Regions from separate parts of the Mus musculus genome. Here regions 1 and 2 are each linked to region 3. Evidence: chromatin contacts called from public HiChIP or PLAC-seq and promoter capture Hi-C data. All regions are on one chromosome and are shown on one strand. Each heading gives the region's core, a stretch centred on a gene start, on an enhancer-like site or on the middle of the called end of the contact. The rest is flanking DNA. Distances are from core to core; before and after follow the strand shown. Region 1 holds the start of Lhx6 (LIM homeobox protein 6). Region 2 holds the start of Arpc5l (actin related protein 2/3 complex, subunit 5-like). Region 3 overlaps Rc3h2 (ring finger and CCCH-type zinc finger domains 2).

Region 1 (3,687 bases), core at 858-3,357, 1.3 Mb after region 3:
AGTCCTATAGTACGTAGAAAGTATGATTAGGTAAATCTTGAAGTGGAAGTGGATGTCCCAAGTAATTCATTCCAAAAGAACCAAGGGACCTACCCTCCCACTCTCACTAGCACAGGCTCCCCTGCCCCCAGCCCTGTTCAGCCTTTAGAAGCTGGTGCAAGCTCCGGTTGTCATGAAGCAGGGATATTTTTGCAGGAGTTTGAGGGGTGTGTCGAAGTCTAGGACCTGAAGGATTGGTGTGAGCAGGTGACCATTTGCGACACAAATATACCAGGCTCAGCACTACATCAACAGAACGTGGCTTCATGTGGAATCCAGCCTTGTAGATGGGCTGACCACGGATTCCTCTCGCACCTATTAACGTTGTGTGAGGGCGGCAGTGGGTGCCCTTGAGGGAGGGGCGGCAGAAGGAGCTGTGAGGATATGTGCCCCGCCAGTGTCTTTGTATGTTAGCATGTTCCAAGAGTCTCCCTGTAGCGCCTAGTTTCAGTGTGTCTCTCTGTGTGTGTATGTCTCTGAGTCTCTGCCTCCTTTGGAGTGTCTCGCTCTTCTTAGCGGGGAGGGGATTGGTCACGCATGACTCATCTTGAACGGAGCGGGGCTCCAGCGGCAGGGCGGTCGTCGCCGCAGCTGGAAGGGGAGGAGGACAACGAGGAGGGAGAACAGGAGGAGGAAGAGGAGGAGGAGGAAGAGGAGGAGGAGGCGGCAGCCGCAGAAGCAGCTGCAGGGACCTCTCCAAGTTTGTCGGGACCTTCTTCAGAGGCAGTGGTGCTGGCAGCCAGGGAGGCCAGGACTGCGCTCAGGCCGGGGGCGGGGAGCTGGGGCTGGGCCCGGGGCGGCGGGGCCGGAGCCTCGGTTCTCCAGCTCTCCCAGCAGCCTCTGCCCCCAGGACGCCCGAGGCCCCACTCTGCGCCTCTCTTCGCACTGCGCGCCCACCGAGCCCTCCCGCTCCCGGGCCCATGTACTGGAAGCATGAGAGCGCCGCCCCGGCGCTGCCCGAGGGCTGCCGGTTGCCGGCGGAGGGCGGCCCCACCACCGACCAGGTGAGCAAGCAGGCGAGTGGGTGAGCGTCGGGGATCCTGGGGCCAGCGGGAGCCGGGATTCAACCGGGCCGGGTCGGGTGGCGGGCGGCAGCAGGAAGGAGGGGTGCTGAGTGAGCCCGGGAGAGTGTGTCTGCAAGTGTGTGAGCGTGCGAGCGGGCAGGCGGGGGTGGGGGGTCGCGGAAAGCGGGAACACATTATGCAAATGTTGGAGGAATTTCTCAAAAAGCGATTTAGCAAAGACATAGGCGAATCAAGAGGAGGCGAGGCCAGTATTGTCCGTCTGAATAGACGCTGATAGCGCCGATGCGCCAGAGGTTGTGCCGGCGCAACGCTGAGGATCTCGATGAGGGGCCGGTCCCGGGAGCTCCAAGAGTCTGGAGGGTTCTCTTTCCTCCTCCAAGAGGCCTCTCTTTTCTCTTTTTGGCCTCATTTCACTCGCCGATCTCGCCCTCTTTGGCTTGGGGCTTCCCTTGAACTGGCCCTCCAAAGGCGTTTGAATCGGTGTCAATATCCCCGCTTCAATTTCCCGGCGCGCGTCGAGCGGGCGGATGCTCCTAGCGCTCTGGGTTTTATTTTCTCAACCACCACCACCACTACCACCACCACCACCCCCATCTCCTTTTTATTTTCTTTCTTTCTCTCTTTTCTCCTTTTTGCATTTTGTACCGAGAGTAGGAGAAGGGAGGGGGCGGAGGGAGAAAAAAATTCGATTTTTAATTACTACCATTAAAAAATCAAATTTGCAATTCTTTGGGCGGCCTGATGGATCTCACTGATTGACAGTTGGAATTGACACTCTGGCTACCTCTTATCTTGGGCATTCACGACAATTTCTAATTGCAGGTAGTTTGTGTGTGTGCGCGTGTTTTTTTTCCCCCTCAGAGGCTTGGATTGCAAAGGAACTAAGCGATTACTTCAAGAGCCACGGGTTAAGTGCAGGGAGAGGGGGAGAGAGAGGGAAAAAAACCCAATCCAAATTCAAATTGCTTCATTAGAGAGACACCGCTTTTGTGGGGAAGGGCTTTAAATGCCCACTACAAAGTTAGGACTCATTGTTCAGCGCCGGTTTATATAACAGGCGAGGGGAGGCGCTGGGCTCTGACAGCTCCGAGCCAGTTCAGCAGCCGCCGTCGCCTGCATTCCCTCCCCCTCCCCCAGGTGATGGCCCAGCCAGGGTCCGGCTGCAAAGCGACCACCCGCTGTCTCGAAGGGACCGCTCCGCCTGCCATGGTGAGTCCTTTCGGTCCTGCTTTCGGCCCCGAGTCCCCCCAACAGCACAGGCCAGGGCTTCTGGCTCAGCCTTCCGGCTACCAACCTCTACCCCTGCGCTGGAAAACTGCCGATAGGAGCCGCCTCTCGTTGAGCCTTGGTTTTTCTGGCCTGGAATGTGAGCTTTGGCTGCTTCCTGCACCCAGGATGCGCTGTGTTAAAAGTTGGGGGCCGTCCCTTCTTCTCCAATAGGTCCTTTCATTCTTGTACTCCAGCCTAGGGCGCGACATCCCTGGCACATTTCGGTGTCAGTCGGTGCGCGAGGAAACCAGATTCAACTCTGAGTACTCGGCTAAGCGCTTCGCTGTTCCTCTCTCCCATTTCAGGCTCAGTCAGACGCAGAGGCCTTGGCAGGCGCTCTGGACAAGGACGAAGGTAGAGCCTCCCCATGTACGCCCAGCACACCGTCTGTCTGCTCGCCGCCCTCTGCTGCCTCTTCCGTGCCGTCTGCCGGCAAGAATATCTGCTCCAGTTGCGGTCTGGAGATCCTGGACCGGTATCTGCTCAAGGTGAGTCAGGGTAGGTGTGCCTGCTTGCCCACGGGTGTGGTTTGCAGCCCCAAGAGCTGTAGGGAAGCAATGACCTTGCCAGGTCCATTTTCCTCGGCCTCCCAATCCAACCGCTAACCGATCGCGCAGCTTTGGGCAAGTGTTCCCAAACAGGAGGTCTCCTTTTGCCCCGGTTCCAACAAGAGAATGCAAGGCTGTATCTCAATTTCCTTGAGCCTCTCTGTATTATAGAAGAAAAGTAGGGAAGCCATACGCCCCTTCTGAGCTTCAGTGTCTCTCTGTCTCTGCAAATGAGGCTGGGGAGGCTGGGGGCGGGCGTGAAAGAGGCCCGCGCCAAGCCGACCCCCACCTCTGCCCCCTCCCCAGGTCAACAACCTCATCTGGCACGTGCGGTGCCTCGAGTGCTCCGTGTGTCGCACATCGCTGAGGCAGCAGAATAGCTGCTACATCAAGAACAAGGAGATCTACTGCAAGATGGACTACTTCAGGTAGGCAGCGGCCATCCCGCCAGCAAGCGCTGGAGCATGAACGCCTTGCACACGCGTGCCTAGGCCACTTGTGTGGCCTGTGCTCTCCAATTCCTGAGCCCTGCTGTTCAGAGTGCACAACGCGGCTCAGCGCACTGGCCCGGCCCTCCTACTCAGCACGTCTTACACAGAAGGGAGCGCCAGTCTCAGCCTGAGTTCTGGCGGGGGATCTGCCTCGGGTTCCTCCGATCTGACAGGCGCTGGCCACGGGTCTGGTTCCATCTCTGGTCTTTTCTGGCCCCGAGCACCAGTGTGTTCTGTTGAGCTCTGATGTCCGAGGCTCTGGCCCGGATCATTCGGATCCCGGTAACCATCCCGTTCCATCTCTAGTAAGCTCAG
Region 2 (3,441 bases), core at 426-2,925, 1.6 Mb before region 3:
CTACCTGGGCCTGACATCTGCTAGGGTTTCACTCTCCTCTGCTAGCCTCCCTTCTCCCAATCCCGAGAGGTACACTCTCCATAGTAACAAGGCTTCTGACACTGCCATGAGTGTAGAAGCAATCTCTTCTATAAGCTAAGCCAATGCCTCTAAGCTGCCTAAGAAAGAAAGAAAGAGAGAGAGAGAAGAAAAAACAGCCAGGGACTTCAGCAAGGCCCAGCAACAACACCAAAGCAGAAGCTGACAGATCCCAGTCTCTTCATCAATATAATTAGGATTCTGGCCCAAATGCATCGTTCTGGAGCCTTGTCAACAGTACCTGCACATAAACCAGTCAGTACCCTGCACCATTCTAAAAACCAATCTTCCCTCTAGGGGCCTTCTCATGACCCAATTTAACCATCAGAATGGTGCAGGAAATAAGTTTGAAATCTCCACATTTCAAAAACATATTCTTGTTCAGTCTAAAAGGGTTGTTTTCAAGATATATTAGAGGAGCACTATAGGACTCCTCCCAAAAGCGGTACACCTGACTTCCCAGGCTGAGTCAACTGATTAAACAGCCAGAACCTGATTTATATACAGCAAGAGCCTCCAACCCTACCCTGGCAAGTGCGGGGGAGGGGTACACACTTCCTGTCAAGCTATTTGAATAAAGAAAAAAAAAATCTTCCTGTGAGAATAAATCAGTTTCCTGTGGTGCTCAAACTGCTAAGAGACCAAGCCAGCTGTGACAATCACCTCTATTTTTACTCTTCTGTTCTAAATGCTTGTTTTCTGTGGCCACCAGCAGTCATTTTCAGTCGTGGGGAGCCACTTTTACATTTGACACTGTATGGTGTTTTTGAGCTCTGAATCACTAGCTTTTTCCACGCTTTCTGCACAAGGCGGTTAATGGCAGAGTCGCATTACTTGTTGAATGTACTTGGTCCATAAAGGCGCAAAACCCAACGTGCTGAGGAAAGTGGCGACAGGTGAGAAAAGGTAGCAGGCCATATCACACCTGAGGGCTGGACCTTAAAGCACACCTCCCCCACCTCCGCCCTCTAGTCAGTCTTCCTCCAACCATCCACCCACCTATTTTCACGCCGGGCTACAATCGGGCCCAAGAAAGCCAGTTAGACAAGCGCAGTAGGGCAGTGGCCCTGGCTGCTCAATGAATCCAAGGTGGTTCACCTCGGTCCCTCCTGAGGGCAGCACCTGGGAATGACCCCGCTTACTATAAGGAGGGATAAAGGGATACCAAGGCCGATGCACGGACACCCAGAAGGATGCGGAGCGCAGCAGAGCAGAGGGAGAGGAGCTCCAGGGCTGCGCTGCTGAGAAAGGCGTAAGGCCAACCACAGACCGGGAGAACCTGGGACTGACAGGAGCCGGGAGGGGCTGGGGTTGGGCGGAGGACCGGGAGACTGGGGCTGGGGTGATCAGGGTGCGAAGGCCGAGCCGGGCCGCCGCGCCGGGAAGGATATTGCCGCAGGAGCCCGTCTACCTCGCAGGGGTCGGGGCCTGGCTCGCCCGCCGCCGCCGCTGCCTCTTCGTGCTCGTCTACGAATTTGTTCTCGTCAAATTCGTCGATATCCACGCGGCGGAAGCGTGAGGACAGTGTGTTCCGGGCCATGGCGGGAGCGCGGCGGCCACTCAGCCGCCTAGGCTTCGCTCTTTCCCGGCTCCCCTCCGCACCGGCTCCGCTTGGGGGCGGGAAGCGGCCGCCAGGCACCGCCTCCCCTCCTCCGCGCGCAGCCGCCGTCGCCCGCCCACTTCCGGGATGCGCCGGAACCGGAAGCTCTTGTGGGCGGAACTGCGCCGTGGGATCGTGGAATGCTGATGAAGTGGTGTCAGGCGTTGCAGCCGTAACTCTGTCCTCTCCGAAGCCGGGCTGCTGGTATAGCCAGCGCTTCTGTCCGCTCCGGAGGAAGAAATCTTAGAGCTAAGGGATGGCAGGGAGTGACGCGCAGTGCCGGAGTCTCTTAAGCACTGACCCACAAGAGGACCCACTTTGTTAAAAGTAAACGGCTTTAAAGGCGTTGATGTGTAACCCAGGGGCTGGCAGGACGCTTGATAACATCCTTTCTTGAGGATGTAACGACTCCTGCGGGCGTTCCGAAAATTAAAGAGGATTCTGTGGCCACCTGTACTCCTGACTGAAGAGGCATATTTTAGGAGGCGAAAGCTGCAGAATCCCCAGGATTCTTTCTATTTCAGACGTAGGCTAAAATGAATCTTTTCTTGTAACTATATGAAAACTATTTAATAAAAAATATTAAAAAAAAAGAAAACTATTACATTTTAACCTAGTAGAACTCGAGCAAAAAAAATTAGGTGAGACATGGTTTTGCTCCTGCTACACATAGCGAGTAATGTGGCACATGCCTTATTCCAGCCCTTAGGAAGCAGTGGCAGGGGGTTCTTGTGAGTTCTAGATAGTTTTGACTACATAGTTCTAGATCAGCCAAGACTACAGAGTGAAACCCTGTCGGGAAATTTAAAAAAGAAAAAAAGTGCTATTCTTGGAGACCTGGGTTCAGTTCCCAGCATCCACATAGCAGCTCACAGTGCTCTGCGACTCCACCTCCAGGGAGATCCAGTCACCTCTGCCGGCACAGCACATACATGGTACATGTAAAATTTAAAAATGTAAGGGCTGTCTTAATTACATCAGGGATGGCAAAGTACAGTGCCTGTAAGTTTTTTGTCTTCAAAGATGGGGAATGTAATTGGGAATTCAAAAATATTGTGAATCCTGGGTTTAATCCTAGCACTACAAAAAATGTCCAGAAATATGATGTATATTTGTAACTCTAGTAGAATCCTGGTCATCTTTAGACTTCCATTTAAAACTAATCCACACTCGGTTCATTTCTCCTTATCCCATTTACAAAAGGCTTATTCATTCTATCCAACCAGTATCCCCATCCTGGGCCTGAAAAGCATTAAACCCTCAGAGACCTTCAAGACTGGCTCTGGAAACAGGCACACAAACACATGGCTTAACTCAGCTTGGTACTTAAGAGCACTTAGGATACAAGGGTACGCTGCTACACTTGGGATGGGAGGTGACTAAAAAATGTTCATTACAGTACCTTTTTTGTTTTTTTGGTTTTTGGTTTTTTGTTTTGTTTTGTTTTGTTTTGTTTTCTCGAGACAGGGTTTCTCTGTATAGCCCTGGCTGTCCTGGAACTCTGTAGACCAGGCTGGCCTCGAACTCCGCCTGCCTCTGCCTCGCGAGTGCTAGGATTAAAGGCGTGCGCCACCACGCCCAGCTTTCATTACAGTACCTTGAGTACCTCTTCTATCAGCATCAAGTCATGAACAATTGAGAAACTGCTGGAAAAATGGGCAGCTGCTGAATGGAGCTTGGCAAAGAAAGGGCTCCAATTGGTCAGTTTGGTCAACTCATCACACAAACCCAACATCGTCTGCTTTGTTCTGATCTAGATGCTA
Region 3 (3,431 bases), core at 593-3,092:
AGCTGTGGCAGTGCTTCTGCCTTAGCCTCCTGAGTGCTGGGATTGCAGATGTGTACCACCTTGTCTGGCTTATTTTCTGCCTTTCTAAACTGTTTTTCTGTGTTCCATGCAGATTATGTCCCTTACGTGAATGCTGTCGATTCAAGGTGGAGTTCATATGGCAACGATGCTACATCATCAGCACACTATATTGAACGGTAACTATACTCTCATTTCCTTTACTCTCAAACTTACATGCACCTAAAATAGAAAAATCATTACTGGTTGTCCATGGATTAAGCCTTGCTAATTTGAGCTGTGTAAAAACTTTCTGAATGCTGGGCGTGGTGGCGCACGCCTTTAATCCCAGCACCTGGGAGGCAGAGGCAGGCGGATTTCTGAGTTCGAGGCCAGCCTGGTCTACAGAGTGAGTTCCAGGACAGCCAGGGCTACACAGAGAAACCCTGTCTCAAAAAAAAAAAAAAAAAAAAAAAAAACTTTCTGGAACAAATTTTACATTTGGAATAGTGACTAAAACACATTCAGTGATCGTTACAAAGAACATAGAGTCATTATTGCTTTGGCTCCTTTATGTCTCACTTTAACTACAGTAAATATAATTCTTTTTAAAGGGACAGATTCATTGTTACTGATTTATCTGGTCATAGAAAGCATTCTAGTACCGGAGACCTTTTGAGCATTGAACTTCAGCAGGTAGGCTCTATATATTTAGCTTTGATTTTTAAAACGTAAAATAATAATTGAAAGCTAAGCTTATGTTTTCTTCTCTCTTCATGGAGGCCAAGAGTAACTCATTACTTCTTCAGAGGGAAGCTAATGCTCTGGCCATGCAACAAAAGTGGAATTCCCTGGATGAAGGCCGTCACCTTACTTTAAATCTTCTAAGCAAGGAAATTGAACTAAGAAATGGAGAGGTAAGGGAACCGAACCTCTCAGCAATACACTCTCAGACTTCTGAACTAAATCTTTAACTGTACCATTAGGCTTCTTATTTTTATTTAAAAGAGATTCTGCAGGTATAAAATTAATATAATTTTTTTTTAATTTATAGAATGACTACACAGAAGACACTGTAGATACAAAGCCTGATAGGGATATTGAGTTAGAGCTTTCAGCCCTTGATACTGATGAACCTGATGGCCAGAGTGAACAAATTGAAGTAAGTTCCTCAATTGGATAAGTAGTGGCTTTGTTTTGTTGCAAATTAAAATACATAAAATACTGTCATATTGAAGGATTAACATTTTATTTTCTCAGGAAATTTTGGACATACAACTTGGTATCAGTTCTCAAAATGACCAGTTGCTCAATGGAACAGCAGTGGAAAATGGTCATCCAGCCCAGCAGCACCAGAAGGACCCAGGAAAGCCGAAGAGACAGAGTTTAGGTGAAGACCATGTGATTCTGTGAGTGTTAGACAGACCCTTCATAATCAGAGGGTAGAGGCGATCAATACTTAGCGCTAGATGTGCTGGTAGATTCTTGGTTTTTTGTTTTTTTTTTGTTTTTTTTTTTTTTTGCCTTTTTCTATTTATGGGGAAACCTTGTATAATAAAGTAATGATTTGGTCAGTCTGTGTTTTTAGAGGAATTTGAACTAGTAAAGCAGTTTATTTTAAAACCAAAACTCAATTTGGGAATGAAAGTTCTCTTATCTCTAACATCAGGTTATAGTTCTTCAATTTGACCAAACTTGAAGATCATAGGATGGAAAAATAAATCCTAGATTATTTCAGTATTTGGGAAGCACAGGCAGAATCTGCTATTTATATGCTCTAAGTTGTCATGGACTCCAGAGGAAGACAAACCACAAAGTCTAAAAAGCAAACCACAAGGGGCTGGAGAGGTGACTCAGCAGTTAAGCGCACTTGTTTTTTGTAGAAGACTCAGGTTTGTTCCTGAGCCTAAGCATTCACATGGTGGCTTATGACCATCCATAACTCTTGTTTCAAGTGATTCAACCCCCCTCTTGCAACCTCCAAGGGCATTGTACACATGTGGTGCACATACATACATGAAAGCAAAATACTGTATACATAAATTTTATTTTAAAAAACCTTAAAAACTAAAGCAAACAAAAACCTGTGCTGAATGTTTCTTGTTTTAAAAAATCTTGTTATGATGTTCTTGGCTATTATATTGCTATTTTGTATAATTTTTGCCAAATATTTGGTCCTGGTCTTAAAATACTGATTAGATGACACAAATTATCAAGTTTAATTTTTAAATTTTGAAAATATGACCTTTTTAGTGACTTGTAATACTTTAAAAATTATTTAATTTTTATTTATTAGCTTTTATGTGTATGGGTGTTTTGACTGCATATATGTCTATGTGTGTGCAAGCTTTGTGCCCAAAGAGGCCCGGAAGGACATTGCTTCCTCTGAGATTGGAGTTACAGACTGCTGTGTGGTTTTGGCTGTTGAACCCCCAGGTCCTCTGGAGTAGCAGTTGTGCTTTAACTTCTGAGCCTTCTCTTTAGCCCCTACTTAATACATTTTTTAATAAAGAAGATAGGCTTTTCTGTGGGCTTAGAGTTTGAAGTAGCTTTCAGAGAGCAAATGTGATAACTCTTAAATTGTACATAAGTTAATTTGCTTTCACTGTCATTTTCTCTCAGGGAGGAGCAAAAACCAATTCTGCCGGTAACATCTTGCTTTAGCCAGCCACGTCCAATGTCTATTAGCAGTGCAAGCTGCCTCCCCATCACCACATCTGTCAGTGTTGGCAACCTCATTCTGAAAACTCACGTTATGTCTGAAGATAAAAACGACTTTTTAAAACCTATTGCAAATGGGAAGATGGTTAACAGCTGAAAGGAGGCTCAGCTTTCAAATCTGTGACCACACCATGGAAGCATTTACACTAGCTTTTTATATATATAATATATATTATATAATGTATATTTTTTTTAAAAAAAAAGATATTACTGGGGGCATCCATTTCCTGTGGACTCTTTGATACTTCAAGCCCTCTTGCATTAGCATTATGAAAAAAAAGAAAATTTACTTTACTAGGGTAATGTTCACTTTCCAGAAATTATTGGAATTTGGACAACATTTAACTTAAGCTTCAAGCAGCTTTTTATGAGTTTGTAGCAATCCGGTGCAGTAACTGAGCCATTTCCTATTTTAAATGGCTTCTACAGTAAATTAACAACTCAGTTATTAAACTAGCAGGATCCTACAATGATACATCTAGTGAAAGTAGAGTTAATTAACTTATTTCTATTTTATGTTTCACTGAGAGAAATTTCCATCTCATTCCAGCTGCTTTATTTATCTTTTTCATTGGACTTTGCATGGATTTTTCTTTCTTTCTTTTTTTGTTTTGTTTTGTTTTGTTTTTCCTTTTCTTTTCTGTCTTTTTTTTTTTTTTTTGAGAGTGGAGTTAGATGTTCTTACCATAGAGTTTTACAGGGTTATAATAGCT

Evidence for each region. Promoter capture Hi-C pulls out the DNA fragments that hold promoters and counts their contacts. HiChIP or PLAC-seq counts read pairs in DNA pulled down with a chosen protein or histone mark.
Region 1: an H3K27ac HiChIP or PLAC-seq map of the NIH/3T3 cell line shows a contact between it and region 3, with 11 times the contacts expected there. The contact joins the promoter of Lhx6 here to the enhancer-like site in region 3. A contact is called at or near these places in 2 of 39 promoter capture datasets (embryonic stem cells and stem cell-derived epiblast-like cells), 6 of 115 datasets of contacts at active chromatin or transcription factors (the NIH/3T3 cell line, embryonic forebrain, embryonic stem cells and 2 more) and 1 of 9 other capture datasets (embryonic stem cells).
Region 2: a promoter capture Hi-C map of the HPC-7 cell line shows a contact between it and region 3, with 5 times the contacts expected there. The contact joins the promoter of Arpc5l here to the enhancer-like site in region 3. A contact is called at or near these places in 11 of 39 promoter capture datasets (the C10 cell line, the HPC-7 cell line, cranial neural crest and 7 more), 2 of 484 Hi-C or Micro-C datasets (CD4 T cells and CD8 T cells) and 4 of 9 other capture datasets (adipose tissue, liver, macrophages and 1 more).

Annotation. Positions count from the first base shown.
Region 1 is chr2:36,102,480-36,106,166 of GRCm38.p6, reverse strand. Lhx6 (LIM homeobox protein 6) reads left to right here and starts at 2,107. Exons shown (of 9, transcript NM_001083126.1): 1 at 2,107-2,273; 2 at 2,639-2,821; 3 at 3,188-3,309. The coding sequence starts at 2,205.
Region 2 is chr2:39,006,373-39,009,813 of GRCm38.p6, reverse strand. It overlaps Arpc5l (actin related protein 2/3 complex, subunit 5-like), which reads right to left and starts at 1,675. Exons shown (of 4, transcript NM_028809.1): 1 at 1,470-1,675. The coding sequence starts at 1,618.
Region 3 is chr2:37,374,617-37,378,047 of GRCm38.p6, reverse strand. It overlaps Rc3h2 (ring finger and CCCH-type zinc finger domains 2), which reads left to right. Exons shown (of 22, transcript NM_001100591.1): 17 at 113-197; 18 at 612-693; 19 at 780-914; 20 at 1,052-1,159; 21 at 1,258-1,406; 22 at 2,620-3,431. The coding sequence ends at 2,815. Among named protein-coding and RNA genes, the nearest start is that of Pdcl, 17 kb to the right of the region's middle. Within about 2 kb of position 1,842, at least 35 of the 459 cell types and tissues checked have an H3K27ac peak or open chromatin away from gene starts, as enhancers often do. A contact at or near this core is called in the HPC-7 cell line, the NIH/3T3 cell line and pre-B cells, where this site is marked.